Linked DNA regions of Gossypium hirsutum: region 1 is linked to region 2. Evidence: chromatin contacts called from public Hi-C data. All regions are on one chromosome and are shown on one strand. The core of a region is the stretch at or near the end of the contact, and the rest is flanking DNA. Distances in the headings are between cores, read along the strand shown.

Evidence for each region. A called contact is a pair of places that touch in the nucleus more often than the background predicts.
Region 1: a contact with region 2 is called in a Hi-C map of leaf, with 4 times the contacts expected there. The contact joins the promoter of LOC107892214 here to the promoter of LOC107892221 in region 2. A contact is called at or near these places in 15 of 34 Hi-C or Micro-C datasets (callus, fibers, hypocotyl and 3 more).

The regions. Positions count from the first base shown.
Region 1 is chrD09:10,742,171-10,746,641 of Gossypium_hirsutum_v2.1, forward strand. LOC107892214 (zinc finger CCCH domain-containing protein 67) reads left to right here and starts at 1,846. Exons shown (of 8, transcript XM_016817229.2): 1 at 1,846-2,315; 2 at 2,422-2,478; 3 at 2,668-2,784; 4 at 2,894-2,956; 5 at 3,038-3,172; 6 at 3,282-3,584; 7 at 3,986-4,228; 8 at 4,390-4,471. The coding sequence starts at 1,953. LOC107892215 reads left to right here. Exons shown (of 10, transcript XM_016817231.2): 6 at 1-82; 7 at 183-294; 8 at 397-592; 9 at 707-941; 10 at 1,029-1,516. The coding sequence ends at 1,290.
Region 2 is chrD09:10,560,044-10,564,572 of Gossypium_hirsutum_v2.1, forward strand. It overlaps LOC107892221 (glycerol-3-phosphate dehydrogenase [NAD(+)]), which reads right to left and starts at 1,410. Exons shown (of 12, transcript XM_016817235.2): 1 at 1,264-1,410; 2 at 416-1,154; 3 at 100-176; 4 at 1-7. The coding sequence starts at 743. LOC107892218 (pectate lyase) reads right to left here and starts at 3,533. Exons shown (of 3, transcript XM_016817234.2): 1 at 3,374-3,533; 2 at 2,410-3,289; 3 at 1,954-2,323. The coding sequence starts at 3,492. The coding sequence ends at 2,099.

The DNA of each region.
Region 1 (4,471 bases), core at 596-3,095, 180 kb after region 2:
GTTATATCGTTGCTTCGTTGTCCATATATGATGAATACAGCACTGATGTCCTTGACATGCCTGAAGGATCTTGCCTTCCCAGGTTTCATTCAGCATTCTAATGATTTGTTCTTATGATATTATATGCCTTAGCAAACTTTTTATGAGTATTTTTTTTTTGTTTTTTGTTTTGGTATAAACAGGCCTCGGTATCGTAGGCACAGAAATGAATCCTTCTCTAAATCTGACTCCTTCCGTCCTCCTGCTCGCATTGATTCACTTACAAATGCAAGGCTTGATTTGAAGCCACTCGAGGTGACTTGTTTGCTTGTGGTTTCTTTCCCTTTGGAATAAAACAAGCATTTCGTATTTGATTGTAGTCGGGTGCTAAAATAAGTTCTTTTATGATTAATGCAGCTACTCGAGGGCTTATTTAAGGAGTGCCATGTCCATGGTGAGAAAATGGTGTCTGAAGGGCTGATAACTTCTAAGGACATCGATGATGCCAAGTCCATCAAAGGAAGTAGAGTGGTCAGCATTGGCTTACCGGCTTATTGCTTTCTTCAGGCACTCTTGCGCTCTGTGGATGCGAATAGACTGGGCATATTACTGAGTAAGTAAATTTGTTTCCATATTGAGCCCCCCAAAAAAGAGTTACTTGTGAAAGATTATGACCTATGAGCTTTCAAATGGCTTCAACAGCATCTGAGGAATTGCTTTTATGTAGGTGACAATACAGAAATAACGGCCACAAACCGACCAAAAGATGCATTCTTTGATTGGTTTCTTAACCCCTTTTTGATACTGAAAGAGCAAATCAGAGCTGAGAATCTTTCCCCGGAGGAAAAGGATTACTTAGGCAAATTAGTGTTGCTGTGTGGTGATGCAGCACGGTTGAAAAATATTGGGTCTCCACCAGAATCAGAGCGTAAACGAGCTGAGCTTGATGCATTAGCCCGACGGTGAGAATGCAACTAATCTATATTTTTTTTCTCGACACTGCTGTATGCTTCGTAATCTGACTCCATTACTTATACTTTTTAATGAAGGTTACAAGGTATTACTAAATCAGTGTCGAGGTATCCAACTTTCAGGCGACACTTTGAGGAATTTGTTAACAAACTATCCGAGGATCTCTCAAAGAAGGACAGTGGCAGCAGCAACAGCAGCGGATCTAGTAATAGGTCTCATCAATCGAAGAACACCGTTCTGCGGTTTTTTAGCAGCAGATCTTTCAAGCGGAGTACAAGCCATAACATGTCTGATCAAGAATCACTATCAGTTCTTGCCAGAGATGTAGAAATCGAATGATGTAGGAATAGGATGTCGATCAAGAATCACAATCAGTTCTTGCCAGAGATGTAGAAATCGAATGGTGTAGGACTAGGATGTCGATATTTGTCCATAGTTGTCAGATTTTGGACATAAATGCAACGGCCGGCCGCCTTTGTTCATTCATTTCGAGTTAATGTTTCCAAATGTTTGGTTAACAAGCAAAAGTAACCATGCATGAATGTAATTCACTAAATTACTTGGACTTGACTGCTTCACTGCTTTTAAGTTGCAAAATTCTTAAGAATTCAAGTCCTTAATTGGTGTGATAATTATACATTGCGTTTTGTTTGGCAAAAGCATTAAACCAATTGGTTGATGAAACAATACTACTTTTAAAAGGAGTGTGCAAGTTTTAAAATTTGCATTTTTTTAAAAAAATAACATCTTTGTTAATAATATAATAATACCAATAATTTTATTTATAAAATAAAAAATCCCGCAAATCAATAAAATAAGCATAATAAATATATTTTAATTTATATAACAAAATATAAGTTAACTTTGATATGCAGTTTACTTTTTATTAGTGACAAATAAATATATTCCCGTAAAGCACGGGTTATATGTTCTGCACGTGAGCTAGGGTTGATAACGTGGCTGCGTGCTGAGCTTTGAGGGAAAAAAAATCAAAGAAAAAGATGGGAAGTTATGAAGAACACTCACCAGTACTGCGGGAACCCCCAAACGAAACTCAACCAGAGTCTCTCTCAGGGTTTAATTCTAACACCCTTTTGTCTAATCTTAACCCTGGAAGGGAAAAACAAGAAGAAAGTATTGTTAGGGACCTTAAAAGTGTGACCTTGGAAGAGAATGACTGGAATGGCTATGGAGACAACAACAACAATAGCAATGAAAATCTTCAAGTGGAGTGGCAAAATGGGAAGAATTATCAGTACCCTTTAAGGCCTTATGCTGAAAATTGTAGCTTTTATCTTAAATCTGGCAATTGCAAGTTTGGTTCTTGTTGCAAGTTTAACCATCCAGTTTCTAGAACTATTAAGGTTTAAGTTTTTTCTTTTTTTCTTTTTTACCATTTTTTAATGTAAAAGACTGATTTTTTTAAAAAACTTTCATTTTTTTGTGTGTGTTTTTTTATGGTTGTTGAAGGATAAGGAGAATCATCTGGGATTGGCGACTGATCAGAAAAAGCAAATTGAATGCAAGGTTGGGGTACCTTGAAATTTTATGTTGCAATTCTTTATTAACCATAACGCATGTAAGGATAATAGTGTATTTGATGGTGACATCAGCCATGTATTATTCAACCAAGCATTATTATTGTACACATGACACGAAGGAAGTATTTGAGTTCCTCTGTGTTGTTATGTTTACTCTGTGTTTTGATGTGTGTAGTATTACCGAGCCACTGGAGGGTGCAAGTATGGAAATGCTTGCAGATATAGGCACTCTAATGAAGATTATGTATTAGCTCCCTTAGAAGTCAATTCCTTAGCACTTCCATTTCAAGTGGTACATCCTTTATGAACATTTTCACTACTGTTTTAGGTTGTAGCTTGCTACCTTATTGATTATCCCTGAACTTCATTGGCTTCTTGCCATTTGTGGGTGTCACTTGAAGGATATAAATGAAAAGAGCGAAAAGGATGGCTTAGCGGAACAGACAGGGCAGATTGAATGCAAGGTTTGAGCATTATTAGTACTCACGGCAATCGTTTCTAACTTGTTATTAAGAATCTTGATTTGTCTACTGTTATTTCGGCAGTATTACCTAAGTCCGGGAGGATGCAAGTATGGAAAAGCTTGTAGATATAGTCACTCCAAAGAGAAGTCCAGATACCTCGAAAAGTCCGAGTTACCTCCACCTGAACTTAACTTTCTAGGCCTGCCAATTCGAATGGTAAGGATTTTATGTTTTGGGGTGCTATATTTTGTTTCTCTCACTTGGTTTTCGAACATATCTACCTTCTCCCGGTGCACAATGTGAGCTAATTCTATGTTCCTTTCAGCTGGAGAAAGAGTGTCCGTATTATATGCGTAATGGTTCTTGTGCATATGGATCTAGCTGTAGGTTTAACCATCCGGACCCTACTGCTGCTGAAGGATCCAGCACTTTCCGCTCGGACCCTTCTGGTTCTGGAGACCATTCTCCAGGGAATTATAATGGTGGATTTGATGCTTTGCCATCAGCTGAACTAACTGCCCCTTCGTTGTCCTTGAATATGATGTCAAATGAGCATCTTAAATGCTTGAATCAGAATTCAGCGTATGCTCACGGGATGCATGCAAATTCTGAATGGAGTGGACATCAGGTAGCTTGTCTCTCACTTTAGTCAACCAATGTTCCATTACTGTTTTATCTAGTTTTCTTTCAAGAAATTTTGGTTTTTGAACTTCCCAGGAAAATATGATATGATTCATAAGAACTTTATACTGAAAATGGATGGAATATGATAGTTAAGGCTTCTATAAATAGTATAAATGTTAGAATCGGCTACGTGCCATGAACTGGGAACTGTGGAGCCTATGCCATTTACTTGATTTATGAAGTTTTAAGTTTCTTCAGTTTGCACTGTGCGCAACTCGTGCTTGGCATTAGCCGGCCATTGTTGGTCAATTCTATTAATGAGTTCTGCTGCCATCATGAAACTTTGTTTGTGTTAGTTTTCTTATAGAAGGTCTTTCGTTACTTACTTTGACCATTAATACGCAGGAAAAAACAAGTAATCCGTATTTAGCTCCATCAATAGACAAAGCAATGAAGACTCTGGATATCTCCGAACTTCATCAAGAGCAAATACAAGTTAATGAATTCCCTGAACGACCCGGGGAACCTGAATGTCCTTACTTTATGAAAACTGGATCTTGCAAGTATAAATCCGCCTGCAAGTTTCATCATCCCAAGACTCGGATTCCAGAGCCTATCCTCAGCAGTGCAGGCTTGCCTTTAAGACCTGTAAGTCCCCATCATTTTCCATTCATATAGAAAGAATTTTTTTGAGCAACGGAAATGGGTTATTCCGGGTCGATAACTGCTTTGAAAAATCAGCAAAATCAATCACATTGGTGCATCCTTTTGGATAATTTGTTTACCTATCATAGTATACTGCTGTGCAGGATAGAAGAATATGTTGGAACTATGAAAAATCTGGGATCTGCAAGTATGGAAGCATCTGTTATTTTCACCATCCAGAGAATC
Region 2 (4,529 bases), core at 160-2,659:
CATTTTCCTAGTGAAACAAAAGCAAGCCCACTTACAGGTTGAGAAAATCTACAAGAAAATAAACAAATGGACAGAAAATGAATGTTTTCAAGTGCTCACATTAGTTTTGTTAATGACATCTGTAAGCTTTTCATCCGTTTGCAATGTCTCCTCAAATACCCACATCCTCACTTCATCTGGATTTTTCATTAGAACAAATTGCAATTCAATTCCAAATCTAAAACCATAAAAACTTCCACTTAGTATTATCAAATCTCAATACTTCTAAACATAGTTAAGTAATCTTTTTCATCATTCCACCATATGAATCTCACAAGCTAACATCTTTGGGGAGCTTTTCCCCGGTTTCTAAATCGTTGAAAGAAACGGAAAATCATGCAAGAAACAAAAAGATGAGTGAAGGGTAGACAAATACCATGAAAAGAGTTGAGCTTGAGAGTGTTAGAAGCAATGAGCTTAGCAGCAACACTACCCCAATTACCACTACCAACAACAGTGACCTTTGATTTAGAGACAACTTGACCATCATTCCCAAAATTGTTTACAGTGTCAGCGTGATGGGGTGTTGCAGTTTGGGGTTCAGCTTCTTGGTGTGGGGGAGAGAGAGGTTCAAAAGCAGGAGCCATTGAAATGAAAGGGGAGAAATGGGAGGAAGAAAAGATGAGTGGCAATGAAGAAATGAAAGTGAAGTCAGAAAAGAGGGAGAAAGATGAAGAAGAATATAAGGGGAAATGAAAGCGCATGAGGGCGGAGATGACAGACACGTTGTCGTCACAAACAATGAAACAAAGTTATCTTTTATGCTTTCATTTGTTGAAGTTGGCGATCTACTCTATGTTGCTTTTGCTTTCTTCCTTCGGGTTTTCTTTCCAAGTCAAAACTACTGCAAGTTTGGACCTCACTTTGCAAAGTAATTTTGTAATGACATGGTTGTTTTGGCAATTTATCAGTGAATAAAAATGAAAGTGAGACCAATGAAGGCTATGATCCAAAGAACAAAAACCGTCGTGGAACTTGTCTTGGGTCCATTTCAATAAAGAAATATCTTAGACCCATTTTCTAATGGGTCAATATATTTTAGCCCAAAACTGGTTGGGTCAATATATAGAGATAGATAGGGAGAGATACTTGATATTCATGGTAAAAGCAAAGGTCTGCAAGAAGATGATATGAGATAGAAAGAAGTTTAGTAAATTGCAATTGGCATTTGCAAATGTTTGAGACAGTGACTGACTTTAATTAATCACAATGTAATAAACATACCAAAAAGCTTGAAGCTATGAGTGCATGCGGGAGATTCTGTCTTGCATTCCCACTCTACTCAAATCACATTGCGGTCTAGCTCAGATATTCAGTTTCTCCATGATTTACGCCCAAAACTTGGCTTTTAGTTGCTCCTTTTTATATGAAAATTTTCTTCCTATAAACCATTGTTTGTTTCACACATCAAAACTAGATCGCATGATTATTACTATTATTAATTTTCTAAATTAAGGTTTTCCATTTTTGGTTATTACTATTATTAATTTTTTAAGGAATACTATTACTATTATTATTAAGTTTTTATTAGTAAAATTCTATATTTTAATTTTTTTCAACGACAAAGAATAAATTAATTGATGATTAATTGGGTTTGTTTGCATTGACATTTTGGTACTTCAAAAGCAATAACTTTTTCGGTGACAATTATCCAAACGCTCACAACATTTTATATAAATACTTTTTATCTTTTTCCATTATAATTAATGCTTTGGTTTGACTTTTTATCCATGAAAGCATTTAAGAGATATAAAATATATACTTTTTATACGTTATGTAGATAAAACAAGCAAAACTCTCTTATCAATAAAGACAATCACTTTCATGAAAAAGTACACTTTAGCCACTTATAGCAGATTACATAAAAGCAACCCTAAACTGCAGTTGCATGCTTTGATCTATCAATACAGAAAATTACTACAAATTAACTGTATAGGATTAATGATTAATCCAAGTTGTGTCCAATTTCAGGCAACATGCAGAGGTCGTCGTTTCATTACATTCTTAAAAGAAACAAAAAGACTAAATTATAATTAAACTGCTAATTATAAGTTTAAAACTAGCAGTGGGAACCCCTTCTACATTTGAGTGCGCCAGCAGTCATTGTCATTGTACCCACAAGAGAAGATGGTCTAGCACTAAGGCTCGAAGCCCTAGAAAAGGTTGAAGATGCACCAGAAGCACCGGTTTGCCTGAAAAAGGCTCCATTCAACATCAAGTCTCCTTCGGATCTCCAGTTCCAGCGTTTCCATTCACTCTCTGGTGCATTCTCATGCTTGGTCACCTACAAAAATCATTACATATGGTAGTGTGAAAATGGTGATATATATGAGTTAACTCGTGCTAATGAGGACTTTGAAAATTAATTACCTCTTTCTTTGATCTATCATTGGGTGCTAGAAACCTGTTTCCTTGGCTGTTGATAGTAGGGTTTGCACTGCCACCAATGGCGTACATTTCCCAATGGGTGTAATCGTTGTTCACCACATGGAAATATCCAAGTCTACACCTTGGCATTCTTTGAATTAGACCTTCCCCGAAATGGTTAAAGGCAACAGTGACTTGCATGTTTTTATCTTGCATATAGGAATCACTGTGGCCCAAAAGCATGACTTTATCATGATGGGTCATGTAGTTGTTTGATATAGTCACGGCGGTGGATCCATGGATGACATCGATGAGTCCATCATGACAATTCGACAATGAACAATGGTCAACCCATATATTCTTGCTGCCAAAGATTGAGACACCATCACCGTCCGATGGAGTCCAATGCCCTGCATGATGGGGAGAGTCTCTTATAATTGTACTACCCCCGGGTTTACAATCATGTATGTGGATGCCATGGATTATGATGTTCGACACATAATGGATGGTGATGCATGGTCCACCCGATATGTGAACGCTCGCACCTCGACCGTCTATTGTCTTGAAAGAGTTCATCAACAATTCTTGTTTCAACGTAATCACCATATCTCTCTTGAAAATAATCCACAATGGCTCGTCTTGAATCACAGCATGCCTTAAAGTACCCGGCCTAGGGTTCACCGGGTCGTCATCGCCGGCATCCGTAATAACATAGATTCGACCATTTTTGCCTCCCATGGCATGCTTCCCGAACCCAATCGCGCAATCGGCTAACCTTTGCCGGTTCTTCTCCCAGTTCGGATCACACCTCCAACAATCATCAATGGGATTTCCTGTTCCACATGACAAGTAACCCAAGTTCCTCCTCGAAGCATTGATACTCCTGCAAATGAAAACATACCAATGCATATATGTACACATTAATCTTATACAATATAAACATTGTAAGAGTATATAAATGAATTACTTGTGAACTTCATCAACAACAAATTCAGGATCTTGAACTGGCGAGGAAGAAGCTAGATTTGGAACAAGGAGGGAAATGAAGAGAATGTGAAAGATATATGAAAATGTTGACGATCCCATTTTTGGAATAGTGATAAAGTGGGAGCCAATGGAGGTAGTGGGGTGGCTAGGCATCGTACAATGTGGGGGACTTATATAAAGGGTAAAAGCCGAGAGGTAAGGCGTGATTAAGCTAAGCAGGTGGGTCCAAATAGCAATTTAAGGGTTTAAATTTGTTCAAGTCTTGGGGAGTCTCGTATGGGTAGTTTAAATCGTTAATCAGGCGTCAACAATTTCAGACACATATTAATCAAAGTCAATTTTATTGAATTTATTGAGTCTACTTTGAGTTTGCAATTCATCACACTAGGCATAAAAAGTGTCCCTTTAATGGCCAGCCCTTCTTGCCATTAGGGTATATAATGGAATCCAATAACTGAATCATGTTGAGTTGGTTAACCAAAACGATTTAAGAAATATTATTGTATTTCATTATTTTCTTTAAATGTTAGATTTAGTTGAGAAATTTATAATTTTGGTTGGATTTGAGTTTTGAATATCGTAAAAGTTTGACATTAGTCCTTGTGGATTTAGTTTATGAACTTTAATTTAGTCAATTTTAGTCTTTGTATTTTTTAAATTTTAAAATTTTAATCTTAACCTAACGGTAATAGTTAAATTCTACTATTAGTCTTGTACTATGTTTAAAGTTGTAGATCTAGTCCAATTCCTCCAATTTTTATACAGTTCAAATTTTAAAATTTTTATCTTGACTTAAATGACAACCATTAATTTTATTAATTAATTTTTTGTGAGTAATGTGCGCAAATAGTAAAATTACATAGCATTACATATGGAATAGTATGCTTGTTACATCAAATTTTAGAAATAACATCATATAACTTAATAAAATTAATAGCTATCATTTAGTTATAACTAAAATTTCAAAATTAAAAAGAGTACAAAGACTGAAAATGACCGAATTAGAGATGTAGGGGTTAAATCCACAACTAATGCATGGTACATGGACTAATAGCATAATCTAACCTTTAAATAATGAGTATACTTATTTGAATTTGAAGAATATTATAATGGACTTCGACTTTTTATTATATTTT